Regions from separate parts of the Anser cygnoides genome. Here region 2 is linked to region 1. The links are chromatin contacts, called in public Hi-C maps. All regions are on one chromosome and are shown on one strand. Each heading gives the region's core, a stretch centred on a gene start, on an enhancer-like site or on the middle of the called end of the contact. The rest is flanking DNA. Distances are from core to core; before and after follow the strand shown.

Evidence for each region. Hi-C and Micro-C count contacts between places; a contact is called where the count stands out from the background.
Region 2: a Hi-C map of liver shows a contact between it and region 1, with 2.7 times the contacts expected there. The contact joins two enhancer-like sites. A contact is called at or near these places in 2 of 7 Hi-C or Micro-C datasets (both in liver).

Annotation. Positions count from the first base shown.
Region 1 is chr3:45,180,716-45,185,074 of Taihu_goose_T2T_genome, forward strand. FAM120B (family with sequence similarity 120 member B) reads right to left here. Exons shown (of 11, transcript XM_013194653.3): 4 at 152-247. Among named protein-coding and RNA genes, the nearest start is that of DLL1, 13 kb to the right of the region's middle. Within about 2 kb of position 2,761, at least 3 of the 3 cell types and tissues checked have open chromatin away from gene starts, as enhancers often do. A contact at or near this core is called in liver, where this site is marked.
Region 2 is chr3:45,474,651-45,479,461 of Taihu_goose_T2T_genome, forward strand. No RefSeq gene overlaps it. Among named protein-coding and RNA genes, the nearest start is that of DYNLT2, 23 kb to the right of the region's middle. Within about 2 kb of position 2,736, at least 2 of the 3 cell types and tissues checked have open chromatin away from gene starts, as enhancers often do. A contact at or near this core is called in liver, where this site is marked.

The sequences.
Region 1 (4,359 bases), core at 1,511-4,010:
ATTAAAAGCAATTACAGGCATGCAGCATTTCTAATTTAGCTCCTTGTTCTCCACAATCATTTTGGATACCATATCAAACATCTGATGATATATTTTCCAACCTGATTTTAGTGATGTCATTATTTCAGATTTAAACACATTTTTATTCTACCTGGAAGAGGAGGCTGCACAGGTTGTATCACCTCTGGCTGCTGCAGAGGATTTCCGAAATAGACAAACCACTCTTTCACAGAAGGACAGGCTCCACCTAAACAAAGACAGAATTGGGTGAGTAAGTCGAGTGCAAGCATTGATACTTGCATAAAAGTTGGAAGCAGTGGTGGTCAGGGTTCTAAGTAATAGGAAGTACTTCACAACGACTTGTTTGCTCTACTTCTTTGAAATTAAAACACAAAAGATTAGTTTTAGTATCTTTATGACAAATCATCAGAAAAAGTGAAGAGAGTTTCAATTATGTACCATAAACATGAGTTTGGAGTTGGGAACCGCAGCCAAAAATGTAAGTACAAAAGTCTGTGGAAAGCATTCGAAAACATCTTTCAGCCAACTTTAGGCCCTCCCATTCCAAGGCAGTTCAGGCAGGGTGGAGGCATCTGGTGTAGTTTAGGGACCTGCATGAACTACCTCAGCCTCTCGGGGCCACAAACGCAGACAATCCTTAATATGGTCCTCCTGCCAGTTTGCCCTGATAATTCCTATATCAGGATTTACAAAAAAATCTTTACAGGAAGCCTTGATGGCTATCTATTTGAAAGCTGACAGCAATGGAGTTACCCCAGTCAGATGCAGAGCTTTTAGAGACTATTGTTCCAGATCTTTTATCCGGTATAAAGGGATTGTTTATGCCTAATAGCTCAAGTGGCTTCCTAGCCCTCCAAACCCCAACCTCACCCCTGCTCCATGTAAAGATTAAGGCGTCTTTTAACTTAAAAGTTTCACTATTTGAGCCACATGCTCCCCACCCCATACTGGCTTTAAAGCTGAGCTCACATTAAAATCAAAGGGAATCTGGTACCTTACTTCTCTGCATCGCTCAGAACATGTCTGCCGTAAGGGTGTTGGGGAGAGGAAGACAGAACAGTCAGTTACCAGTTCTGATTTCTGTTGTACAAAGCTAACCAAGGTCAGTTTCCAGATTCACAGAATTGCATCTATAAATCCTTCCAGCTCTCACTCAGTGTTTTTGAGATACAGGGGGTTTCAGTGGTACTAACAACAAATCCCTGCCTTTTGTCATTAATTCCCATCACTGTGCATTTTAATTCACATAGATTTCTAATGCCGCAATGTGAACCCCCCAAAAATCTTTACCTAGCATAAAACATCAAAGACACACAAACAACAACCAACTCTCCAACACTCTCCTCCTCTTGTCTCCCCCATCTCAAAAACTTTGGTCACATTAGTTTCCTGACCTTGTCCATAGTTCAGTGCAGAAAATGACTGCTGGCATGAATGAGCAATAGCATGTCATGGTGCAGGGGAAGAATAACCTCAGATGGGGTGCTAGACTCAGGGATAAGAGGAGGGGAAAAGAACTTGACAAAATCTGTTTTACTGCCCTGCTTCTTCTACCTTCCTTAAGCATGGACCTGTAGCACAAACTCCCAATGAAGGTGAAGGACTGAAGAGTCAGCAACTGGACTGCAAGGGACAGCACTACACCTGTGCTTACCATGCTTTGTTGTTTGAAAACTGTTGATGTGAAGAATAAAATGAAAAATGCCTAGGCTGGGGGAAAAAAACCTACACATTCAACTGCACATTCCAATAGCTGAAGAGTCTCAAATCTTGATTATAAATCATTGCCTATGATAATGTTTTTCCATTAAGAAAACCTTCCAATTTAATATCCCAAAGTCACTTTCAGAAAGCATTTTCATGTTTTAGCACTGTTTGAAGCCATTACGTAAATGACTCTGCTTTATCCAATCCATTCGACCTCCTAAATTTTAGCCTGGTTTCTTAAGGAAGCAAGGCTTATATAATTAGGATGTCTGTCTTTTAACTAATTGATGGACCCACTGATCTTTTTCAACTAAATCTGAAACAGCACAAAAGATTTCAACTGTATGAAACAGCAAAACATTGCATGAAACTGGTGACTCGGCTGACAGATCCTATTAGGGCACCAACTGAAAGAAAGGCAGGAAAGTCAAGTTACCTGTTCTATCTGAATGCACTGGATGGCCAAGCAATAAACCAATAGCTACGGAAGACACAAAGTTGAGTAAAAAAAAAAAGTACATGGTATTTGGGTAGAACAACAAACAAGAGGGGACATACTTGACAACACAATATATTGCAGAAGGTCCTGCAAATTCACAGCACATGAACCTAGCAAGAACTGCATTGAAAGGCGATTACTAAATGCCAAGTCTTCTGGCATGGAATTATCTCTGGGTAAAAAAGTAGTCTAATTTTTGAAACATTTTTTCCCCCACAATACACATATAGATTATCACCAGTGAAATTCAAAAACATGATTTCCTTTGCTTAAATAGACCCTGTATAACCTGTGAAAGCACTGCCTAGTAGCTAAAGGAAAATTTCAGCTACGTGCAAAACATTGACCTAAGAGACTGCTGGAAACGGTGTGCTCCTCTACACCTGCACCAACGCCAACCCTACTGAGCAGTCACTTGTGATAACTGGCAAAAATTCTACTAATGGCCTGTTTTTGACAGTGTCAAAGGCATGGTCAGCCTGGGCTGCTAATCTTAGAACTGGGAGTGATGCCAGGACTTCCAGGAGCTGGCCACGTGTTTAGGCTGCATTACATAACCTTGCAACTGGTGCAGGTATTTCCATGGACTGAGCTAGTGCCAAAACCTGTCGGCTTTGTTCTGAACTCTTTGTGTACAAAAGAAAGAGCTTGGCTTGTATATCAGCCTGCACTATTTACTGTTATTTTTCCCTCCTCCTCGATTTTTTCTAACAGTACAGTTGTTCTAGGAACAATGTTGAAAGTTGACAACTTATGTATCACTATAAAGCAATATTCCACCTAGTGCTCAGAAGAAGCTCTGGTAATATTAATTATATTTTTAATAAACACAAGCAACAAGTGTTGTATGATCAAGATCATCCCCCTTCCTTTTTTTTTTTTTCCTTTTTTTTTTTTTGGTGGGGTGAAAATAAGGCTCTTATTCTAGTAATACTTTGGTAAATAAATGTATGCACATGCTTACCATACATCAAACTACAGCCGAAGTGAAAGCTTCAAGAGCAGTTCTTTCAGCAGTCTTGTTAACTTTTTCAGGTGACCATTGATTTGCTCATTCCCACTCCCTGCTATTCCCTCAGGTTGTTTTACCACAACTGTTTGTGACTACACAGAGTCAGATAGGGAAACAGAACCAGGTTAGTTACCTGACTGCAAGAAAGTCAGGGAAGAGAAAAATGAGCTATTTTCAGTTTGCCACCATGTAGCTGCACAAAGAGCTGCACCGGCACAACTGAGAGGTTGCACAGGGACTGAAAGGAATGGCTGTGCAAGAAAATTACACTGGCAGTGGCAGCAAAATAAATGCTGGCAAAGTGGCATGGTCTATGCAGGTGATTTCAAAGGATATGATGACATCCAGCTCCTATTGATTCTTGGGTATCTTAGGCATCTAAAAATCTTAACCTAAATAAACAAAACGTAAGAGGTTCTTGTTTCAGGGTTGATTGAGCAGTTTACATTATTTTTAACATGTTCTTAACTAAAACAGCAATTGCTGCTTTTACAAAGTGTTGGCTGTTTTGTTATCCTTATTTAACACTAAATAAGAAGATTTGCAAACTGCAAAGAGGTCAGTATCCAAACCAGGAATCTTATAATTGAGGGATCTTAAGGAATAAAAGCGGGTATACATACGTCTCCGCTGCAAACTGGAACATTGTGTAGTTAGCTGACTTGATTTTACAAGAGCTACACTGGCAATTGTTTCTCTACAGCAGCAGGCTCCAGCCTAATTTAATTGGTTGCCTCCTTCCAGTAAGCTCTTCTTTTTAATGCTAATCTAAAGTAATTCTACATTATATGACAATCTACATACAGTGCTGTTTACATCTCCCCTTCCTACCCCTCACTGAACTACAAAAAAGTCAGACTTTATCCGAGTGAAACTCGTAAAGGATTCTACTTACTTTGTAGAGAACACTATTGCCTTGTAGCTCTACAAGGAAATTCATTAAAAAATAATGCTGACATTCACTTACAAATTTCCATACAGAATCTGATTAATGGTCTACACTCTTGACCTGAAAGCAACTATACACTGGAGTAAATACCAACTAACCAACCCATGAACGACTAGGAAGTGACACAGTTAAAGCAGAAAGAGGTAGATACAAGCAATAAAAATGCAGATT
Region 2 (4,811 bases), core at 1,486-3,985, 290 kb after region 1:
AGAAGAGTAGGCGAGATTAATTATTTCTGGTATTTGATACAGATCAAAAAGATAGCATGTAATCTGGTTGGCTGCAGCAGCAGCACACAGCACCTAGGAGGCCCTTTCTAGTCCTATTCTTGACGTTTCTAAATGCTTTTTACTAATTGGAGGGGAAACTACATATACAAAGGTCGAACTCACGATCTTTGGAAAATTTGGATAGAAACACCTGAATAAATAGAACTCATATTAGGCCAGTCCGTAAAAGTCAAAAGGAAACGATAGCTTCCTCTTGATTGCTAACAGCTGCAATCCCTGCCATCCAGTAAGGGTGTTGGCAAGCAAATCCCAACCATGACAGACCCACCGATGTACATGACCAGCCTGCTCACGCTCACACACCATTTCCTATGTGCCTGCAGAAGCCCCAGCTATATATAATGGTGCAGCAGACACAGGGAGGCAGGGCTCCTTCCATTGCACTTCCCATCTTTCCCACAGACAGGACTGCATCTTGCTTGCATTTCAATTAAAATATCCTAACAGAATATCCACAGTATAGCTTTGATACAGACTGGGTTAAATTAATTTCCATTAAACATGCATGTATTCACAGAAATGGCTGTTCACTCCTGATTTGTACACAGCATCACGCAACAAAACTGAGTCATCCTGTTCAGTTCAGATGATTTACAACCTCACTTAGGATGTCCGGGCACAGCCACAGTGCAAATAACAAAAAAAAAATAATATGCAATTTTAATGCTCGGGTCCCTCTCCTGAGTTCAGTAATATGTCTTTCATTCTTCAACACATTAACTGGCTGAAAGTAAGGGATGCTAGGAATCTCTACTGGGCACTGTTTCATATTATCTGGTACGGATAGTCAAGTGAAAAAAAAAATACAGCAATAACCTCCACGGATTTATACATATTACACGTATTATACACATGCAAATGCACAGGGGAGACTTCACCCAAAACAAAAAAAAAAAATCAACCAACTAAACACCCCCCCCCCCAAATTATTCCACTCAATCTGACCTTACCCAACAATACAACAAAAAGTAAAATAATTCTGGCATTTTAAAAAAAGAAATATTACAAATCAGGAGGTTAAATTGGCCAGTATTTCGAGCATGAATAATAGATTGTAAACAAACAAACAGAAATGGTGTGGCAGAGCTTTAAAAGCTCACTACGTGACTCCTCGTGTCAAGCAACCGCTGATTAATCTGAATAGAAATTAGAGCAAACTGGGAGATAATTGTGCAGCAGCCCTGTCTGTCCAGGATGCAGAGCGCAGGTGCTGGGCCACATCTGCCCCCGAGGACAGCGCAGCCACCATTACTCTCGCCCAGAAAACACCCTGTCCCACTTTTACAGCAGCGGACCCAGGAGGACAGAGAAATGCTATCAATTTGATGGCCATCACTTCGGTAATCATCCCACAGCCATCTCCCCAGAGATGTATTTAGTATCGGCTGCATTTTTCAACCAAATAAATATTCCAGACTTCAGCGTTAATACACCATTAAGATGACACCATCGTGCTACACGGGGTACTATAAATTAGACCTCGAACACAGCAGGCCAGACAGGAATAGCCATTACTCTCTCCCCGCCCCACTTTCCCCATCTCTGCCTATCTTCCCTAAGAAAAATATTTTTAAAGGAAGCAGAATAATTGCTTCCTTGTAACAACTCCTCTGACTTCGAGGTGGATGCTATTTCTCTGCTGATGCAGGTCCCTGGATATCAAGAAATAAGCTCTGAGAGAGCCAGTTTGTAGGGCATTTTCAGTTCAGAAAGCGTTATTGTTTTGGTAACATATTGTTATGGTGAGCTGGGTTCGCTTTATTTTCCCTCCTGCTTCTCTTTCCCCTCTCTCTTCCCTCACCTCATCTCTCCTTACTCCCTCCCTTTGGTGCTACATAAACCAGAGGGCAGGGCATCCAGCTGCTTCCACAACAGAACAATGTTTGGGCAGAGTCCATGTTGACACAAGTGCATTATATCCTGAAGGGTCAACTGCAGCTTTTTTTTTTTTTTTTTTTGAGAGGAGGGGTGGTTAGTTTTTCTTTACCAACTGCGTAGAATTAACCTTCCACTCCTGCAGAGCTGCCATTGGTCCTACATCCATGAGCTCATCTAATTATCATCTCCTATCATTGTCCTATGCTGCCGGTTTAAGAATATTACCATTTTCCCATTAACACATTTAGAAACCCTCCCCTTCCTTAACGTTTTAATAAAAGTTACACCTAGGAGACGCACGTAGGACTTGTTAGACAGCCAACACCACCCTCTCTCGTTTTGTGCTTTTCTGAGCAAGGCTGAGTTCAGCTAAAGGGCAAACACAAACACACAATATGCCATCCCATGGTCCAAATGCTGGCTAACCACCCCAGTATCTACCCTCATGGGTAGAGGAGAGCTGCCCTAGGGCTTGGCATGCTGTACATAATGCCTCTCCCAGCACACCTATCCCAGTCAGTCCTGTGGTCCCCAGTAATAGTAAACTGTGCATGAGGGGGCCTACACCATACAGCTTCTTTGGGGGTACATTTCCTCCACACCATAATATTTTTCCTGTAGCAATATACGTCCCAGTCTGAAGACTTTCTAAAGGTGCTTCGATCTTCCTTTTCTAATGGGATCTGTACTAAAATGAGCATAACAAACTTTAAGCCCCTTTCCACCCCACCGCTTCTAAATATTGACTGCACATCAGTAGTTCAGTGTCCAGGCATTTCAGATATATAACAATCAAAATAATACATTTTATTTATTTATTTATTTTTAAGAAACTTCCACCATTCATTTTCCAGGAAAAGTCTTTGTGTTTGCTCTTCCAAAACACAATGCTGTGGTATCTTGGAGTTTCTGAAGTGGCAGTGTAGGCACTGTACTCTTATGTTTCATTGAGTGCTCGTTCAAAACAGCTGTATGTTCTATATAAAACATGTTTACATAGTAAATGTACTTCCTGTAGACACAAAGAAATGTTAATGAATAACCATTCCTGCATTTCAAATTTTGCAGGGCTGTGGGAAGGATCAGTGCATGACAAAATAGTTAATGTTCACCCACTTTCTGGCACATGAAATCTGTTACTACAACTAATCCCTTACAGAGAAAAGAAAACATGGAAAACAAACTGGTGCTGGCTGGATCTACTATGCCTTTTTATTATTATTATTTTTAGAGAAACTGTGAGATGCATATACATGGAAGATGAACAGAGGAGGTATTCGGTGGAGAATGCCAGAAGGCATGGACTCTTTCTGGTAGGCAAGGCTGCTGCTGGTTTTAATTGTATACATTGTCTTGGATTCTCACCTTCAGAAAAAATGCCAGTTTCATCTCCCACAGTATTCACTACCCATTATTTATATCCTATTGCCTGGGGCCCAGGGAAGGCAAACAACAGGTATTTTCCTTTCAGTCAATTTCTATCTGAAAATCTATATGACTTAAAAGACTTCTTAAATAACAGATATCCATTTATCCCTGAAAATTTAAAAAAGGCAAAAATCAAGTGATCTAACAGCATTGACCCTGAAAAAGCCTCAGAAAGAAAAACAATTTAAATGAAGTTCTTTCTAAAACACAAAAAATATTTTAAAAATTAAGAGTTTGGTTTATAGCTGTGAAGTCCCACACAATCTCCACTTCCCTGTGAATTAAGCCACTAAGTTAATTAGTGTTTGTTGTTGTTGTTTTGTTTTTTAATATATATAGCAGTTTTATCTGAAATACATGGCTCATTCTTCTAGTCCCCTGAAAAGATGCAAGTCCAAAAAGGAAGCACTGATAGGAGCCAATTCACTTCAAGGGAAACACAAACAGCATGGGGCAGATCCTCAGTGGAGTAAAAACTCGGCACTGAAGTAGATGGGACAAGAATAATTTACTCCAGGAATCTGCTCAGCATCTGCAGACCAATTTATGAAAAAAAGGTGATACACCATACATGGACCAGATGCACTGCTGTAGTATAAGGCAGAAACAAGCTTTGCTGGGGATGTTCCAACATTTCTACACAAGATTTCACAGTGTACTAAAACTGCTTCATGTGAATGAAAATCTTTTTTAACTGCAACCTCTTTGCATGGTCTGAAAGTGCTACTGTGGACATGGATTTCAGAGGCCACCCAACAAGCAATGCTCAACTTTATCTTCTTCACAGGGTGGCATACAAATAGCACATTTCAGTTTTAACAGGCTGAAAAATCATTACCATAGCAATAAGGCTAAGACCTCAGAGCAATTTTCTCAATAAACACATTCCTTGACAATTATCATTTTTGTACAAAAGATATATTTTGCTTTTGAGATAAGACTTGTTTTCATGATACCACAGCAATTAACAAAAGATAATCTGGAAACTTTTCTTTTAGGAATGTCAAACTATCTCATGTTCTGTAAGAAACAATAATTAAACTGTTTATTAAAATCATAGAACTTATCCTCAAGCTCCTTGAGGAGAGGGGAGCTTGATGGAGTACTGGCAAATTTGAAAAGTCCTCAGAAAATAATGTGGTGAGTGATAAAGCTCTATCTTATTATTTGAATGCAATTTACAAAACATTTTTAGAGTTGTTCAGTTTCTCCAAAAGTGATCTGAAACAAATGAGGAGAGAAAACACTTTCAACAGAAGCAACAGCCACAATAAAGGACACACAACAAATAACAAAGCTGACAAGATTAGCAGAAAACTTGACTACTTTACAAACACATTCAAAGGAAAAAGATGAGAGTAAATGTCAGGACGTGATGTTGAGTTACCAAACACTGCCACCATGCGTTTGCTTCGAAGACTATC